Linked DNA regions of Rattus norvegicus: region 2 is linked to region 1. The links are chromatin contacts, called in public Hi-C maps. All regions are on one chromosome and are shown on one strand. The core of a region is the stretch at or near the end of the contact, and the rest is flanking DNA. Distances in the headings are between cores, read along the strand shown. Region 1 holds the start of Sik2 (salt-inducible kinase 2). Region 2 overlaps Layn (layilin).

Region 1 (4,323 bases), core at 183-2,682:
TCGGGAGACATCTCTGTTAGGTATGAGCCAGCCTGGCCTATGTGGCAAGTTACAGGTTACCTAAGGCTACATAGTGAGACGCTGTTTAAAAAACAAAACAAAACAAAACAAAATGACAACACAAAAAAGCAATGTAGTGCCTAAGAGATGGCACATTGGATCAAGTTACCTACAGTGACTATCCCTAGGGCCACAGTGGAAGGCTAGAACCAACTCACACACCCTGTCCTCTGACTTCTACACAAAATGAAATGTAAAAGTAATATGTTATAGTGTATTTCTAAAATTGTTCTTTTTGATATTTAGATTGGCTCAGATTTGTCAGTGGTGGGTCCCTTCAAACTGTCTTCTCTTTTGACATATCCTTCCTGTCGTATACAAAAGATCCCCTTGTTTACTCAGATAAGATCTTAGATCATCTTAGAATTGCCCTGTCTGCCTTGGACTCAGTCATTACTTCCAATGAATTGAGTTTCTTTTAATGGACAATGGGTACCCAGGAACCAAGGTCTGGACACACATAATATATTTCAAGATATTAAAATGTTGCTGTTTACTTAGGTCCACCATACGGAAGACCAGTGTGATGGGTTATAATTAGAATTCTAGCATTACCTGTGCGACGTTGGCAACTCCCTTCGTTCTAGCAGCCTGCTCCATCATCTGGAAACAAATCGGATTAGGTACCTTTTAACCGTTTACAAGTTCCCAAAGCCTTTTAGGATAATACAGGGTCACCTCTCCCCAGAGACAGGCTCAACTAAGCAAAACTCTGCCTATGATGCAGAAGTTCCAGGCTTCAAAGCCTCTTAGGAGTTCCGAATTCCGGACTTAATCATCTCTTCAGCGCTGGCATTTTTTTTTTCCTTTTTTTGCAAGTGACTGACTGCTGTGAATAGAAATCCTCAGAGATGTCAAAAAGTGGAAAGACGTATATAGTACCGAGAAGGGAGCTAAAAAGAACACAAAGAAAAGAGGCTGTGAGCAGTGCGTTGCTCAGCCACGGTGCTCTTCGGGCTCCAAATTTAGCGCTGCAGTCCGCTGAGGGAGAGGTTTTGGCGGGAAGGGCTGCCCGGGCGGAGAATGCCGGGTGACCCTACAGGAGACGCTCCCAGTGCATCCTCGGCGCGGCCCACCAGGGCTCGCTCTTGCGCTTCTGCTGGAAGACAAGAGGAGCAGGGCGGAGCGGACAGACGGCGACCCCGCCCCCGGCCGCGACGCCCTCCTCAGCCCTGTCAGGCCTTGCAGCGGCCGGAAGCCTCGTGCCTGCCCGACCCGCGTGCCGCCCCTCCCTCCCGCCCCCGACGTCGGCGGCGCTGCGGTAGTCATGGTGACCGATGGAGGCCCGCCCCCGCCCCCTGCCCCGGCCCCCTGACGTCGGCGCACGTCAGCGCCGGCGCGCGCCTGGCTGGGCCCTGTGGGGCGGGAGGGAAGCAGCGCCCGGGCGAGAGCCGCGGCCGTCGCCCAGAGCCCAGGCGCGCCGCCCGACGCCCTCCTGCCCGCTCCGCGCCGCTTCGTGCCGGCCCCTTCGTTCACGCTCCCGTCGTCGTGTTCTGCAGCGGGGGCCAAGCATGGTCATGGCGGATGGCCCGAGGCACTTGCAGCGCGGGCCGGTCCGGGTGGGGTTCTACGACATCGAGGGCACGCTGGGCAAGGGCAACTTCGCCGTGGTGAAGCTGGGGCGGCACCGGATCACCAAGACGGAGGTGCGGCCCCGGGGTTCGGCGGGAGCGTGGCGTGGTTGCGCCCCGGGTAGGGAACGGCGGGCCTGGCACTGCGGGGACCACGGGGTGCAGGTCGAGTGTGTGTAGGGTGTCCCCGGGAAGCCACACAGTCTTCCGTCCCGAGTCTCCCACCCGGGAACCTGGTCTGTGGCCTCGGCTCCCGAGCACAAGTTCCGCGTCTTCCCGGCTTTTGGCTGGGGGTGGGGTGGGAAGGGAAGTCTCGGTGCTCCGGGGCCGCACGGGGACCAATGTCGCCGGCCGGAGAAGGGGACCAGCAGCTCCCGGGCTCGGCGGACGCGGAGCGCGGCCCGGACCTAGTGTCCTTCTCTGTCCGGCGAGAAGGGGGTGCCGCAGACCGGACCGGTGCGGACGGACCGCTGTCCATCTTCTCTGCTTTGGGCCCGCAGAGTCTCTGATTCGGTGCCTTGACTGGCTTGAGCACTTGCAGTGGCTATAGCAAATACACCAGACAATAGAGCTGTTAAAAATGGTCATCTCAGCCCTGCACCGTTCTCTGGGGTTGTCCCTTTACCAGGTGTGCATGCTGGCTCGGAGCACACATTCCTTAAGCCACATCAGATGGACTCTACTCAGCCCTCAACTGGCTTCCTGACATTGACTTTCCAGCATCCCCCCTCCGTGGTACATTCTAAGGCACCGCACATATTTTCTCCCCAAGTCTCTGTTCTTACCTAGCCCACCCTCTTCCTTCCATTGCCTCAAGCTGCTCTCCTCGGGGTCTCTATTTTAAGACGTGCAAATTAAATACCTTGGAAAAAACGATCGCAACACTACCATTTCTTAGACTACAACATAGTGGTTTTGACGTACTATATTCTGCCTTGTGATTCTACTGGAGTTTCACCGGTTTCCAGTTTCTCTCCTCCGTTTTCATCCTTTTCGGGTTTTTTTTCCCTAATACGTTCTTAAGAACGTTCTAACCTTTGAATGTAGAACCCCCCCCGCCGCCCCCCTCCCATGACTTACGTAAGGTGAAGGGCATTTAAAAGCTTTACTGTTCTCTTAGCAGTTGTACTTAAAAGTTTTGCTTCATGTCCATTTCCATAAAGAAGGAGGGTATGTCTAACACGTCTTCATTTTTGTTTAGCCTCACAAATCCCCGACATACCACCTAAATCTTTCTTCTTTAGGGCATCAGTACCAAGGTCAAAATTTTTCCTTTTACGATTTTACCAGTGTTACGAATCTAGATTGCCTGTAATGATAAGCATATTGACATTACCAAAATTTTGCATAGCTTAATCTGATCCCAGCATTTTTTTTAATGAATAAAGTTGTTTCAGTTTTGTAAAGAGCTATGGCCAAATGTTATACCTTTACTCCGATGTTAAATTAAAAGGAAGTATCTTAAATGGGTGTATTTATGACTTTTCAATGACTGCCAAAAATAGCACATTACAGAGAGAGTCACATTGGTTACATTGTTGGAGACCAAATCCGTTCATACAATTTTTTTCTCATTAGCAATCTTTAGTAGTCAGCTGTTGTCAGAGTTTAAAGTTGTATCTGAGATCTGAGAGCTGCTTCGGTGGAGCTGATGGCAATTTACACTTTCTCTGGAGGGTGACAACTCTGATGGGTGTCCCTTTCAAACTGATTTTTTTTTAGGAAGCCGGCTAGGGGGCACTGTGGAGCAACACTGCCTATGCCTGTCAGATTAGTAACATTCGTGATTGAAGACACCTGTCAGATCATGAAAGCTCTTGCATGAACCCTCTTGCTAAAGGGTGTGTGTGTAGTCTGTGTGTATAAAATTATTTTATGTTAAAAGCTATACTTTATTCTATAGGTTCCTCCTCCCTTGTGCTTTTCTGTTTTTTACAATGAGTAAGGCTGAGCATTTTGTGGTAATTTTGTGATTGTTGATACTAAGACATAGAAAGGGGAAATGGTCTAGTAGTTACTATACTTAAAAGTCTTTGTAAGTTTTAGTTTGCAAAATGGTTTTCTGAAGTTTTATAAGACAGTTACATGAAGACTTGCTTAGTAAAAGCACTGACTCAGTTTCTAATAATATGTTTCAGTAAGTTTTTTTTTCTTTAGAGACAACTGCTTTTTATTTACTGAGTATTTGTATCTTTGGTAAATAGAACCACCATGCAAACTGTAAATAAAATAGTGAAATATTCAACTCTTCTACATTATTTTAGATTCTCATTGCTTAACATACTACAATAATTACGGTGATAACAGTTAATAATAGTATAAAGAAAACTATTAGCAAAATACCATTATATTTAGTGCTGTGGAAGTTCCATTGTGTACTGTATTTTAACATTGTAGGCTTATGTGTTTTAGAACTGGGAGATCTCTTTTTCCTTCAAGTTTGATCCTGGGGCAGTTTTTAAAAATAGAATCATTTTAATTGTATATATTTGTGTGTATACATGCGTGTGTGTTGGTAGAAGAACAACTTGCAGGAGCTGTTTCTCTTCTTCGACTGTGTGGGTGCTGGGGATCAAACTCAAGTCATCAGGGTCAGCAGCAAGTGTCATTACTCTCTGACTATCTTGACAGTCCCTGAGACAAATCTTAGGACTTAGTTTAAACATCTATGTGATGAATACGTTTATTTTTA
Region 2 (4,161 bases), core at 533-3,032, 41 kb before region 1:
AAGTGTTACAAACAAAACGCATTGATAGAAAGAAGTAATTAAACTACTGCAGAGTTTAGCAAAAATATCTCCCAAGATGTATTGTTTCTTTATTAGTGATTTTTAGTGGTAGGCACAATTATAATATTGAAGTAGAGGTGAACCCAAAATATTTCAAAGCAGTTCTAATAACTCATGTGGTATGGGAATGTGATTTCTGTTGGTGACAGAATCGATGACATTATTAATCTCACTCTTGTCTATACTTATGGTAGAATATGGCTAATTTTGCTTAGCGATGAGTTTTGTTTTTAATGTTCAGTTGGTTAGGGTTTGGCTTGGTTTAGTGTAATTCTTTTCCTATTATTTTCCGGCCCCACATTCTCTAAGGAGTCCTGAAACCCAAACTCACGACAGTAAACAGACCATGAGTAGAGCAGTCTTCTGGGGTGTCTCCTACCTGATGCACAAAGCCTATTGGGGTAGGTAGGTGAGAAGCAGAGCGAGCTGACTTCCTCAGGTCACTTCCTCCACTTCAATAGGAACAGGGACATTCTCAGGACCCTGGTCCCAGATACTCAGCCTGGTTCTCTTCTTCCAGAAAACGGGAACAGACAGACCCTCCCACAAAGGAGCAGCACACCATTTGGCCCACTCCTCACCAAGAGAACAGCCCTGACCTAGAAGTTTACAATGTCATCAGAAAACAAAGTGAAGCTGATTTAGCCGAGCCCCGGCCAGATCTGAAGAACATCTCCTTCCGGGTGTGTTCTGGGGAAGCCATGCCCGATGACACGTCTTGTGACTATGACAACATGGTTATAAACCCTTCTGAAAGTGGGTTAGTGACTTTGGCAAGTATGGAGGGTAGATTTGTGACCAATGACATCTATGAATTCTCCCCCGACAGAATGGGGAGGAGCAAGGAGAGTGGATGGGTAGAAAATGAAATATATTACTAAGACATATGAAAAAACCAGCAAGAATGTAAAAAGAGAAGGAAAAGCCTCCAATGTCTTACAAAGACGATATTCAGAAGGCTTATGAGAAGGTTCAGCTCAGGTCTTAGGGGCAAGCACAGCATCACAAGTTCCTTCTGGGTCCCCAAGTTCTGGCTGCACTCCCTATCCAGGAACCTCGTCCAGCTCAGCCTGGTCCAAGGCACCTCACCCAAGGGGCTGCTGCACAGCAGACCCTCAGAGAAAGCCAGTGGCTTCCAACTGACGCTCAAGAGCTGGTGCTTTCCCTGGTCAGGATTAAGGTGTGACCAGGGAGCTTGGAAAGCCTACCTCTAGGCTCTGTTTTCCTTGCTCTGTACATCTGTGCAGGCAATCACAAAGACACAAATGGTGGGATCCTCTCAAAGCCTCTGTATGGAAGCCCCAGGCTGGCCTGCACATCAACAATTCCCAACCTGCATCCCACCCCCACCCCTGAAAAAAAAAGTCAATAAAAAGCAGGAAGCAGAATGTTAGTCAGTCTGTGTCTACAGCCCTTCCTCTGCATGTGGCCTCAGGGGAGTTTTTTTTTTTTTTTTCATTCTCCCAACATCTAAACTTGGAAAAGTCCAACTTGGAAATACTTTCGAAAGTAAAAATGAGCTCTGTTTGCTTCAGAGCTTCTTCTTCTCTGGGCTCAGACAGTATGTGCTGTTCTGGGGATGGGTGGCAGCAGCATAGGAAACTGACTGTATACAGGACTGGTGAAAAGAGTCGACCTAGTAAGGAAAAGGAGAGGCAGGCTTCTCACTATCAGAGAAGGCAGCCACGGTCACCAGAAGGGAGGAAACTGGAACAGGTCCTGTTGTGTGCAAGGGGAATCGAAACAGTGCTGCCGTCATTGTGGAATTTTATGTACTGAGTATACATATATATGTATGTTTATATGTGTATGTATATGTGTGTTTTCCATTAAATAAGCCAGTACTCCATGAAACTGGATGACTCAAGGACAGAAGCAGAAGAAATATGAGTTACTTAAGTAATGAAAAGGAAATAATGGGTATCTAAACATAGATAGAATTAACAGGTTTATTGTTCTACAGGAACAATGAGGACCCGGATATCACAATGACCTATAACGTATTTATGAATAACTATGAGAAAGGAGCTCAAGGGCAGCAAACACAAAGTCATGATAAAAATATATTTATTGCCTTGGTTGACTAGTACACATTGTATATTTGTACTGTTAAGTAATACCATTGTTAAAACTTAAAGAGATTGGGAATGAGAATGTTCATTTGGGAAATTTTACACCACCACCAAGCAAGACTGATTAAGAATCAGCAGATAGGGTTGGGGATTTAGCTCAGTGGTAGAGTGCTTGCCTAGCAGGCGCAAGGCCCTGGGTTTGGTCCCCAGCTCCGGAAAAAAAAAAAAAAGAGAGAGAGAGAGAGAAAAAAAAAAGAATCAGCAGATCACAGACACCAACTCGTAATGATCCACCTTTGGTAATGAGGATTAATTTGAATATTAAATCATTGAAAGTAAAACCAACAAAGAGAATGTGACTCAATGGGTAAAGTGGGAAAACATGGGCATATGCTGATACAAAATAAAAGAATAAATTAAAACTTTGATGTAGATGGTATATTTACATGATTTCAGGTAAAGATCATTGATTGCAAAAGTGACCCAACAGGCAAAGCCACCTCAGTCACCTGATGAATGTGAATTCTGTGGACGACGAAGTGTACTGAGATTGTAGACCTCACACTGTGGTGTGGTGAGAGGGACATGGCATCACATCCACGCTGTCTCACAGTGTACAAGCTGATCATAAGGAGGCCTTGCATAACAACAATTTGATGGACAATCTACAAACTACCTGGACGGCAAACCTGAACTCTGATGGTAAAGACGGTGGAAGCGAGACAGGGGCAGCTGCAATAGGAGGACAGTAAGGTGATGGCTCCAAGCGTGACCAGATCCTGAAATGGATCCCTTTTCTCCTGTAAAGGAGAAGATGGGAACAAATGTGGATGACGTCTGAGGACTAAATGTCAAAAACGTGCAGTGCTAACTTCCTAACTTTTGCGTTGCCCTGAGGACATGGCCTCTTGGCACTGGGAATGTCTTCCCAGAAAGCACACAGTGAAGTAATAAAGGACAATGGACTATCAGGTTGACCACTTTCTCTCGTGTGATATGGGGACAGGGATGCACTGTACCTGCAATCTCTCCTCTGTTAGAAATTATTTTTGGAAAACCATTTACAAACATAATTTCTATAGCCATGGATTCCATGACTCACACTATGCTACCCATGCATCTGAAGTCAATATACAGGCTGTGGCTGATAGCATCTAACAGTCTTTGATCAAAGACAAAAGTAAATGAACTCCTAATAGAACCGTCCTCAGTACCTAGCCCCAGGTTCTGGCAGGGAGCTGTGATGAGCCAGCCTGCAATATCCAATTCAGTGACACCTTTCTTCCAATATTCCCCATCTTTCCCCTTTGGAAATGCAAATGAGTTGTGTGATCTAGAATAAACATCAAGGTGTCTTTCAACTCCAAAATCATTTTATTTCAATATTGTAATAGCTTCTGTAGAGCATTTGACAGCCTCCTGAACTTGTAGTAAGACACTCATAATAACAGAGACAGATACAAATATGAAATTGCACGGAATTGCACCCTCAGAGGCAAAGTCATTTTTCTACAGACCTTTGTCTCTTTCTCCTGAAGACCAGTAAACGGTTACTAATTCCTAACTAATCGTAAGTTACCAGAGAGTCTTGAGACTGAACATCAGAAAAGGTGACCAGAATGAGTTATCAGGTCAAGAACATGAGGAAAAACAAGCCTCCCAAAATATAGTAAGGCCAGTTATAAAGTTTTCTAGACATAATGGGCTTATTAAATGGACCATAACCTTCAAATAGGTACTTGAATATAAGATAGCATTTCCATATACTAATAAGAAAATTTAGTCTACCTTAAGGAGCTCAAAGTTAGGGTTGTACTGTTTGTTAAACTCTGTTTTCACAACAGTTTATAACTGCTCGACAGTAATAGTAAGAAACACCAATGCACTAAGGGCTTAGTCAGGAAACTAGGGGCTGCTTTAACTTTTTATACCACCAGATGGCAGTAGTAAGATGCCATCAGTTTCTGTCAACTTCCTACATCTACAGTAAGAAGCAGGCAGGCCTGGTAAGGCTAGGAGAGACAATACA

What was found. Hi-C and Micro-C count contacts between places; a contact is called where the count stands out from the background.
Region 2: a contact with region 1 is called in a Hi-C map of the Rat2 cell line, with 2.8 times the contacts expected there. The contact joins the enhancer-like site here to the promoter of Sik2 in region 1. A contact is called at or near these places in 5 of 12 Hi-C or Micro-C datasets (the A7r5 cell line, the Rat2 cell line, Schwann cells and 2 more).

The regions. Positions count from the first base shown.
Region 1 is chr8:60,218,759-60,223,081 of GRCr8, reverse strand. It overlaps Sik2 (salt-inducible kinase 2), which reads left to right and starts at 1,432. Exons shown (of 16, transcript NM_001427328.1): 1 at 1,432-1,706. The coding sequence starts at 1,572. LOC120094336 (a long non-coding RNA gene) reads right to left here and starts at 1,323. Exons shown (of 3, transcript XR_005488650.2): 1 at 616-1,323.
Region 2 is chr8:60,260,267-60,264,427 of GRCr8, reverse strand. It overlaps Layn (layilin), which reads left to right. Exons shown (of 8, transcript NM_001191997.1): 8 at 581-972. The coding sequence ends at 941. The region is part of intron 2 of LOC120094336 (a long non-coding RNA gene); the gene reads right to left. Among named protein-coding and RNA genes, the nearest start is that of Layn, 18 kb to the left of the region's middle. Within about 2 kb of position 1,782, at least 2 of the 93 cell types and tissues checked have an H3K27ac peak or open chromatin away from gene starts, as enhancers often do.